2 separate regions of the Urocitellus parryii genome follow, and region 2 is linked to region 1. The links are chromatin contacts, called in public Hi-C maps. All regions are on one chromosome and are shown on one strand. Each heading gives the region's core, a stretch centred on a gene start, on an enhancer-like site or on the middle of the called end of the contact. The rest is flanking DNA. Distances are from core to core; before and after follow the strand shown.

Region 1 (4,894 bases), core at 90-2,589:
TAATTAGATCAGTCACTCCAAGACTTCCACCTCCATTTCACTTAGATCAGTGTGCCAGGCCTCCAGGGAGCCTATAGTACGACAACATGGCTAAAAGAATAGGCCACTCTCTACACAGGAAGCAGGATAGGTTGGGCTTGGGGTAGGACTGGTGACTCATCAGGAGCCCAGCAGAAGCCCCCTGCCCTAAGGAGTGATGGGCCTTGCCCACTAACCAGCCCTGAGAGGCTACTACCACTCCTACCCAGGGCAATAAGGAGGAAGCAGCCCCATCCCAAGCAAGGTGGGTGCTCAGTGTCAGAGGGAAACTCAGACCCATCCCAGACACAGAAGCTTCTCTTTGGGGAATTCAAGCTGAATGGGTCTCCCTTGGGCCTGAACACATAGGCCCAGCCAGAACTAGAGTCCCAGGCCACTCCTTCCCTCCTTCCGGGTGCAACAGCTCTACCCATACTGACTCCACCCCTTGCTAACTGGGACACCCTGAGCTTAGCTAGGATAAGCCTCTGTTTCCCCATTTGTGAAGCAGGGAGAACTAACCTTAACCTTACAGAAGAGTACAAGGGTGAAACATAACGCTGAGCATAGGAAGCCGAACGGGAACCTGGACATAAGTGAAACAGGTCTCTATTACTGAACCCTCCAGGTCACCCCAGGCCTCAGTGAGGGGTCACTAACCTTCAGGGCACACTTCTGCCCAGTGCGCCGGTGGAAGCACTCCAGCACCTTGCCGTTCACACCCAGGCCCAGCACCTGCTTGGATAACTGGTAGTCATCTGTCACCGCGTATTTCTTGGGCTCCCGCCGCCCCCCGAGGGCCGGAGCAACCCCCAAGCCTGGTCCCCCGAGTGCACCTGGAGGGGGCACAGGAGCCCCCTGCTCCTCTGCTGTCTCGACATCCATGGCCCCCGCGGGGCTCTCAGGGGCGGCCCCAGCCTGGCGCGTCCAGGGGCACCTGGGAGAAAGGGAAAGAGTAACTCCCCACCCAGACTTTTCCAACACACCCCAGCCTAGGAGTGCCTGAGCTGTTCTGGGGACAAGCTGGGAATGCGAGGCAGGCGAAGCTCCTGAGAGAACTGGCGTGCAGGAGGAGGCGGTGGTCCCTCAGCCAGACTTAAGCTAATCTCTCCCAAGCACGTGTCAAGAGAAGAAGTTGGGTGCCCAGTGGCTGCAAAGTCCTGAGAGTGGGTCGCACTGGAGGCAAGGGAGGCATACCTGACGACGGCGTACCTGGCAGCAAGGCACTTGACGGCGGCGCAGGTAAGACGGACAGGGGCAGCAATCGCGGGAGCCGCCGGCTGAGGGGCGCCCTGGGCCGAGAGTCGAGCCGCCCGCGGCCCACGTGACGTCCCGCGCGTCACACGGACTTGGGGCCCCGCTAGGTCAGCCTTAAAGGGCCAGGCGGGCCCCGGCCAGACTAGACACAACAAGAGCCCCTGTCAGGCCCCGCCCCAGGGCCGGGAGAAAATAGGGGGCGTGATTTCCTGAAGGGGCCGGTAACCGTCCTGGAGCAGCGGACCCCTGCACGAGCTCTCCAGCCCCAGATTTTAAACCGCGACCTAGAAAGTGACAGCACAAGACATCTTGTTTCTCTTGAAGCTTCTACTCGAGTCGAATGTTCTCTCTATGCTTCCAGGCGGCCCTGCAGTATGGCTTGCTAGGCTTCCAGCTTCCCTTGGTTCTGGCTAACCGCCCTCCACCCCAGTAACCAACTTCTTAATTTTTGCCAGCTCGGAGAGGAAAGGGGCATCTCTTTGATTCGGGACTCTCTAGTCCTTGCAGCTCTTGGCCTTTTTCCTGCACTGGCTACTGCCCCCTTCTGTGCACTTCCTACTTATATCCTTGGCTCATTTTCTCCTTTGCTATATAGCGTTGTTGGACCAGAAATTTTTATTTTCCACTTGATCACGCATCAACTTTTTACTTTATGATTCGGGATTTTGATGTGGTGTTTAAAAACGCTTCTCCATCCCAGCGACTCCAGAGGCTGATGCAGGAGGATCCCAAGCTCGTGGCCAACCTCAGCAACTAGGCAAGAACTTCAACTTAGCTAGACCCTGTCTCAAAATAAAAAAGGCTGGGGATGTAGCTTACACGTACAGCGCCCCTAGGTTCAATCCCCAGTACCAAAAATAAAAATAAAATCTTCCCTCACCCCAGTGACATATGCTCTATTGCCTCTTAGTTTTCCTTTCCACGTTTAGCCCTCTACTTCATTCTGAGCTCATCTTAACCTACCTTAGGTATTTTGAGCCAGTTTTTCCAACTCAGTCTCTCATATTACAGAGAAAACTGAGACTGCCAGAGAGGAAACGACTTGTCTAGAGTCACAGAAAATGTGGCTGTGGATGTCTCCTGGGTGAATCCGCATTTCCCCACTCCAGTATCCCCGAATCCCAGCCCAAACCTGAAAGCTGAGGGACCCTAAAGAAAGCTACTTCTCTGTGAAGTCTGAAAAGGTGAGGATCCAGGCAGGGTCTCTGTACGGGGCACTTCTGCCATCTACAGGCCATCCTTAGGACTGCATGCTCTGCGACCCGGTCCCACCCAAGCCATTCTTATCCGGGCTTCAGAATTGAGGCCTAACTCCACAGCTTCCCACAACACGCATACACATACACATACACATACACGCGCGGGCGAACACACACGAACCTGCAGTGCATGCTCCTCAGAGCAGTAGCTCCCACAGAGCAGAAACTTGGTATCCTCCTGTTTGTGCAACAACATCCTGCATCTCTGACAACCATTCTGTGAGGAACAAAGTGAGTGAGCCAAGGGTTCTACAACTATTGATAGGCACGCTCTATGTGCATGTTTTGAGTGGGGATAGGAGCTTGGGGGCTCTGCCCCTGTCTCCTCCAGGTGACCTTCAATTCAGAGAAACAGGGGTCCCCAGGGAAGGGCTTCAGCCGACCATGACTGAACACTCCTTGATACCCTGAACACTTCTCAGATGCTGGGAAGACGCTCTTTCTGGACACCCATAACCTCACTAAATCTGGAGAAGGGAGAGCATAGCCATCCCTTTGGGCCCATACTCTACCACGCGGCCTGCACAGTGGTTTCATTAATGAGGTTCTAGGCATAAAGTTAGTTAGACGAGATCGAAATAAAAACACAAGACTCAATTACCTTAATTCTATTGCTAGGTCCGAGACGGCTCCCCTCTCTGGTTCGCTCCTCTAGCCGCCCAGCAGGGCAGCAAGGATTACTCAGGGCTAGCAGGAGAGAGAGAGCGAGCACGCCGGGGAGTAGCCTTTTATTAGGGAACCAGAGATTCAGGGGAGAATTCCATCCAATGAAGGTTGAGGGGGGGCTGCACTCCAAGGTCAGGGTCAGCGATTGGGTCCCCGGGGTCAGTGGTCAGGCACACCCCCACACGGATGGGCTCTCTCATCAGGAGAGGGACGGGAAAAACTTCGACATGTGCCAAAGTGCCTCAGACCCTCAACGGGAGGCACCCGATCACGTGTGAGAATGGCTTCCCACACATACTATAAACACAGAGTAAACACAAACTCAGAGAGGTCAAAGTGACTTGCTCAAAGTCAGCAGATATCCCAACAGAGCCCCCATTCCAAACCCAGAGCACAACCTTAGGGATAAACTCCTACCCTCAAACTGTATCCTCCTCTCATGGATCTCTGCCTCCCCACACACTTCCACCTATGCAAGCATACTTTTACATATTCATATTACACATGCACTTGCACATGCACACACATGTGCATTCATATGCATAAACAAATGCAAACATGGAAATGTGCATATGCATAAACAAATACGCCTACAAATATACATGTGCATGCACACACCTATGCCCAGATGGGTCCAGGATAAATGTCCTTAATACATCTGAGAATTAGATCCAAGATCTCAGAGCTTTGAAGGAAACCCTGCAATCTGGAAGCTTCTACTATTAATAGGCTAGGGAAGGCACTGCCCTTTGGAGGCAGCTTGTTTGAGACTGGTGAACCTAAGGCCAAGCAAGTTCTCATTCTGGATGAGAAGGGTCTTGCAAGTGAGCAGAGGGCTAAACAACTGAGGGTAGAGGTTGGTTCCCTATCCTAGCCAAAGGCATCTTAGAGGATTTTTTTTTTCTTAAAAATGGTATTAGATTACAGTTGCACTAAAATTTTTTATACTTGTGATTTTTTTAAGTTTGTATGGTTTTTACTTTTTTGGGGGGGGGGGTACCAGGGATTGAACTCAGAGGAACTCCACCACTGAGCCACATCCCCAGCCCTATTTGTAGTTTATTTAGAGATGCAACTAACTGAGTTGCTTAGTGCCTCACTTTACCGAGACTGGCTTTGAACTTGTGATCCTCCTGCCTCAGCCTCCTGAACCACTGGGATTACAGATATGTGCCCCCTTACCAGACTTTGTTTTTACTTAAAAAAAATAAGCTGGGGAGATAGCTCAGTTGGTAGAGTGCTTGCCTCACCTGCATAAAGCCCTGGGTTCAATCCTCAGCATCACACACACACACACACACACACATGAGATAGGATCTCACTAAGTTGCTGAAATTGGCCTCAAACTCTCCTGCCTCAACCTCCCAAGTAACTGGGATTACTGGCATGTGGTGTTCCATTGTATCTAGCTCTTTATTAAGATTTTTATTTGCATAAGTAAAACTTGCTTGTTGTAGTTAATTCAAGTTATACAGAAGTGTAAAATGAAACCAATTGGTGATATTCTCCTCTCCAAGTTCCACTCCAATGCCCCTATTTACACAGACATACACAAATTGCTCACATGCATCCATCATATGCAGAGGTTTTACAATTGCTCACCTAACCAAGGACAGTCTGAATATGTGCTTTCCTCTCAGGGCTCATATTTCAGCAATCACCTGCCTCATCCTCCTTCACACTGATGGGAAGAT
Region 2 (4,869 bases), core at 666-3,165, 710 kb before region 1:
CACCCACTTTGATACTAGGTTCTTCCCCATCCCATTACTGAGTGCCATCTATACTATATACCCGACTCACTATGGCTCTAGATCACTACCTTTCATTCCAAGGTAGAAATTAAGCTCAGAGGTGCATAGCATTTGTTGAAAAAGGTCTGGTCATACTCACCATACTTTAGTTCACAGATCTGGCTATCTTTCTTCTTTAGCTTCTCACATATCTTCTCCACAGGGATGTGGTGGGCCAGGGGCTTGGATACCTCATTGATGATCTTGGTGGCTGCATCATCTGTGGCCCCTATGTAGTAACACTACAGCAAGAAAGGACAACAGTCTTCAGGGTGGCACTTAACATTTCTCTCTGTCAGAGCCTCATTTTGGGTCTTAACATATGCTCGGTCTCAACTAAAAGCCACCAGATGAATTCAGAAGTCACCAGGGTTCAAAACTTTAGAGAGAAAAACAAACCAGAGACTGCCACAAAGATTAAAAGATAAAAAAGCCACTCCTCCATGGGGCTCTTGTCCTTGAAGCAGTCCTGGCTCACTCTGCAGGTATCCTGTTAATTTCTGTCCTCACACATACCATGCTCTTTCAAGCCTCAACACTCACACTGGCTGTCTCCTCTGCCTGGGATGATTCTATTCCACTTTGATGATGACCCTTCCCTCACTGATTGTTCTATCTAATCAGCATCCTCCCACCACTGAATGATCCTGGTCTCTCTTCTACATGATACCCATTTGCTGCACTGTTTGTCAGTCATTTTTCTACCCTGATGTGCCTACCTCACAGTAAGTGCTTAATAAATACTAATAAGATAAAAATATTACGCCTGAAAAATACATGCCACTTGGGTGAGGTCAAAGGCACTTCACTCCCACATTAGTTTTCAGACAGAATAGCTGGCCCACAGTGAAGTGGAAGATAAACATGAGCCAGGGCCAGCAGAGAAGGGTCACCAGCTACTCACCAACCGATTCTCTTTGCCTCTTGCTTCACGGCAGAACTTTATAAGTTCTTTTTCAATAGTGGCTGGTGAGAATGTGACATCTCTATCTTTGAGGTCCTGGTAAAATCTTCCCAGAAAAGAAATACAAACTGGAAAAGAGAGGGAAGGGAGATGCTCAGCAATCACCAAATCGTCTCCCCATTCCAACAGGAAGAAACTCTTACAGGACACACAGACACACATCATTAGAGGTCTTTCCATCACTGTTTTTCTCTCAGGTACCCACAGGTGGACAGAACCCTGCTTCATGTTGCTGGGGTTTCTTTGTACACTCAGAGCATGCGAGAAACAAGCATCACACCCAGTGACCCACAAATGATTCTTCCCTGCTCTTTCATCAAGTTAAGCCGAAAGTGAACACGTGTCCTTGAGACGGGGCTCACTATGACCTCATAAATGGATAGACTGGAGGCTGAAGAGAAACAAACAAAATGCTGCTCTTTTCCACGTACACCACCAAAACCCGAGGTGCAGTTTCGAAAGGCCAACAGATTGGCGCGGTACAGAGGACCGGCCTTTGGGGTCTTGGACCCGGGACGCTCCTGGGAATCTCTTAACAATAATGGGAAGGGACAAAAACTCCGACGTGATGTGGACTTCAGGCCAATTTCTTTGTACGAGCTAGTCTCCACTTGTTTTCATCCGACCAGTGTTTTCTAGGCCTGGGAAATATTTTCTAGGCCTTTCCTCTGGTGGACCCCGCTGGGAACAGCCGCAGTCTCCCCCGCCCGCTCGATAATTTGTTGGGTTCAACGCCGTCGCGAAGCCGATCATTGTGTGCAGACCCCGGCCCCCCGCACCTTCGCAGTCGCCTGGCCGCAGCGCCCCGCTGCCTGGCAGTACGCTCAGGGCCAGCGCCACCGCCAGCCCGTGCGTAGCCCACATCCTCCTCCGCCGCTGCCGCCCGGACTGAACCGCACCCGCCGCGCTGCGCCGCCTTGGGGTACTTGCCGCACGCCGGAGCTTTCCATTGGCGGACAGCCCCCGCGCCCTCCCACATGCCGCGTTCTCATTGGTCCACATGCCATAGAGCCCAGACGGGCGGCTCCACGCTGCCCTTCCCCATTGGCTGGTGGTGTCTTGGCCCTAGACAGTTGTCGGCTTCCGATTGAACCTTAGCGGTCCACAGGAAGTAGCTGCGGCCGCCTCGGAAGCTGCATGGACAGCCATATTGGATAGGGGCAGCTGCCTTAGCTGTTGCTGGAGCTGTGGGCGGAAGTAGGGTCTGGCTGCCTCCCAGCGTCATACTAAATTGTCCTGCATTTCACTTGTACTTGTCCCCACGCCCGCCCGAGAAACGCTGCGGATCTCCCTAACAGGAGCCCGGACTCGTGGTGCAGGGTCAGGAGTTCTAGGGTCAGCCGAGACTCAATAGATCAAGTAGGGTTGAACAGCCGCAGACAAGACAATTATTATTTTTCCCTTCTTGTTTTGAACAGTCACGTGGGTGAGGGAACCAACCTCTGGGAGTCCGCTGAGGCTCAGGCACCCGCCTGCCCGCCCCAGCTGGCTGAAACCTGCCTTGTCCAGGGTGGGACGGACTGTAGGTTCCCCCTGGAGGAAGGGCTCGGAGCCCATCAACCCCCGCTCATCCCGAGGCTTTGGTGTCGCCTCAGTGTGGTGGCTACGGGGCTTAGGAGGTTTGTCCTCCACTTTTGGAAGCGATGTGCATTTCCTCACAAGCTCCCGACGCATGCTTGAGCACGCTGGCCCGCCTGCTTTCCAGCTGAGCCATCAAGGCCCTTGGCTATCGAGCTACTTCCCGAGTGGGGTCCCGTGGGTCGACTGACAAGCACCAGAGGATGTGTCCTCCTGGGCTGCCCTGCTTCCAAGGCTTGGCTACCTGTCCTTGAAGGTAGGACGCGGTAAGGGCTGGCTCAGTGCTGAAAGGAGACATCTTTGGGGCTAAAAGGGCTTGGAGCCCAGTGGCAAGGGTTGGAGAAGGGCACTTGTGCTGCTCCCATTCAGTGAATTCAGTGGATCAGTATCAGGTATTCATCTTTAATTAACATCACAGCAGTCAAGGGAGTGGGAAAAGGGGGAAAAGTCAAAGTGGCAGTTATTTACATCTAAAATTCACATTACTTCTTGGATTTAGAACATGCTACCACAATATATACAGTAACTCTTGGGACACTGGTACAAATTTTTTTTTTCTTTTAACTTTGCTTTTCTGGTACAGGTAAGATCATTTTTAAATCATTTTTTCTTTAGACATAAATACACAAAAGAAATGGTTAGTAGTGTTCTTGTTTTAAATAAGCACAGAATGCCAGAGGTTAAAAACATTTATAGGACTGATAACCAATTGGACATCACAGTCTATACATTTTTTGCTCAAATTCCTGTACAAATACACAGCATTCAAATAAGTATTTACAAATAAGCTTGAAAGAATGAAAATCACTATTTCACAATCTTTTCAAAGAATTTTCATCTCTCATCTCCCATTTCCCCTCAGACTGGCTGACTCTCCAACAAAAAGGTTTCAGAATGTGTCCATTTCATCCAGTTAGGGAAAATGGAGAGGGAAAACATGAGTTTGTTTCACCTTCCATAAAGCAAGGCCAACAAACTTACACTTCTCTCCCAACATCCTGTGCCATCAAGTAGAGAAGGTAGATGTTCTTATGTGATGACTGCTTTATCCAGGAACTGAGGTTCTGAAGTGCCTGAAAATCTGATGTCCTCTTACCTTAGAATCAAATTCAAACCAAGTCCCTGACCATTTAACATTAATGATCCCCAGATGTCCCAGAGATTGAAGGCTGCAAGTGAATCTAGGTTCAGGCCTCTCCTTTAAACTGTGGACTGCCTTGACTGACCCCCAACCTGGGCCAGCCTTCTGCCCCACTTGGCCTGGATTAATCCTGATGGTATCAGAAAAGCCCCACACTGGTGTTAATGCCCAGATGCTATGAAGGTAACTGGGTCTTCTATCTTTCCCTATAGTTTACTTGCTGGCATTTCTGTTAAACAAGTTGGCACTTGTTTCCAAGAGAAAAACACCCTGACCATGGCATTTTCTGTTTGAAAAGAGGGGCTGAGGAGAATGAACGAGGACCTAGAACCCAGAACCTGGTCATGAAGGCCAGATAGGCCAGTAAAAGAGGAACTGGGGGTAACATGCCTTAACAAGGAGAAGGCAGTCTTGTGACCATCATAATGTGACCCAAGCAAATGAAAGAAAAAGTTTTGTCTCAAGACAGTTTTTTTTTTTTTAAGTAACTGAGAAGCACCCTGGTAAAATACTACTATACCCACCCCACCCTATCCACCCCCAAATAATACATTGAGAGGAAAATCAGTGCCCTGATCTGAAAGAGTTTACTATAAAGACAGCACTGTGGCCTGCCAAACAGACTGGGGAGGCTGGAGAAACTGTCTTCCTGCTTGCCCTGAACCCTGAGTGGTGGTCCCCATGGGCCTGGAGCAGGGGCGCTATACTTGGCCACTTAGGAGATGATGATTTCTACCTGTATGGTTCTCTGCTTCCATAAGGAGAAGTTCCTTTCCACCTTTTTTACACAGAAGCTTGCTGAACCTGACCACATGTCCTCAGGGCCTGGAAGCCTGGCTGGGCAGCCAACCCCATGGCTCAGAGGTAGTGCTGAAAATCCCTGATTCAGGAGCTGGTGGCAAGCATTCTAGCCACTCTGAAAGCTCAGAGAATTTCTGGCCCCTGCCACACCCCAGCCTCACTCTTATTCCAGCTCTAACACATGGGAAAGGGCCTACCTCTAGGAGAAAGGTGGTTAGGGTAGCCCCTCTGGCTCTATTCCTTCACTCAGACCCCAGAGGGTGGGAGAAAACCCTTGTAGATCCATTCACCATGGAGCCTTCTGCAGGTCATGAGGGGTATCAAA

The links. Hi-C and Micro-C count contacts between places; a contact is called where the count stands out from the background.
Region 2: a Hi-C map of muscle shows a contact between it and region 1, with 4 times the contacts expected there. The contact joins the promoter of Manf here to the promoter of Mapkapk3 in region 1. A contact is called at or near these places in 2 of 2 Hi-C or Micro-C datasets (liver and muscle).

Annotation. Positions count from the first base shown.
Region 1 is chr2:93,297,638-93,302,531 of mUroPar1.hap1, reverse strand. Mapkapk3 (MAPK activated protein kinase 3) reads right to left here and starts at 1,339. Exons shown (of 11, transcript XM_026383979.2): 1 at 1,231-1,339; 2 at 679-955. The coding sequence starts at 903.
Region 2 is chr2:94,010,285-94,015,153 of mUroPar1.hap1, reverse strand. It overlaps Manf (mesencephalic astrocyte derived neurotrophic factor), which reads right to left and starts at 1,915. Exons shown (of 4, transcript XM_026383951.2): 1 at 1,804-1,915; 2 at 965-1,092; 3 at 161-302. The coding sequence starts at 1,888. It overlaps LOC144250574 (a long non-coding RNA gene), which reads left to right and starts at 2,490. Exons shown (of 4, transcript XR_013342513.1): 1 at 2,490-2,858.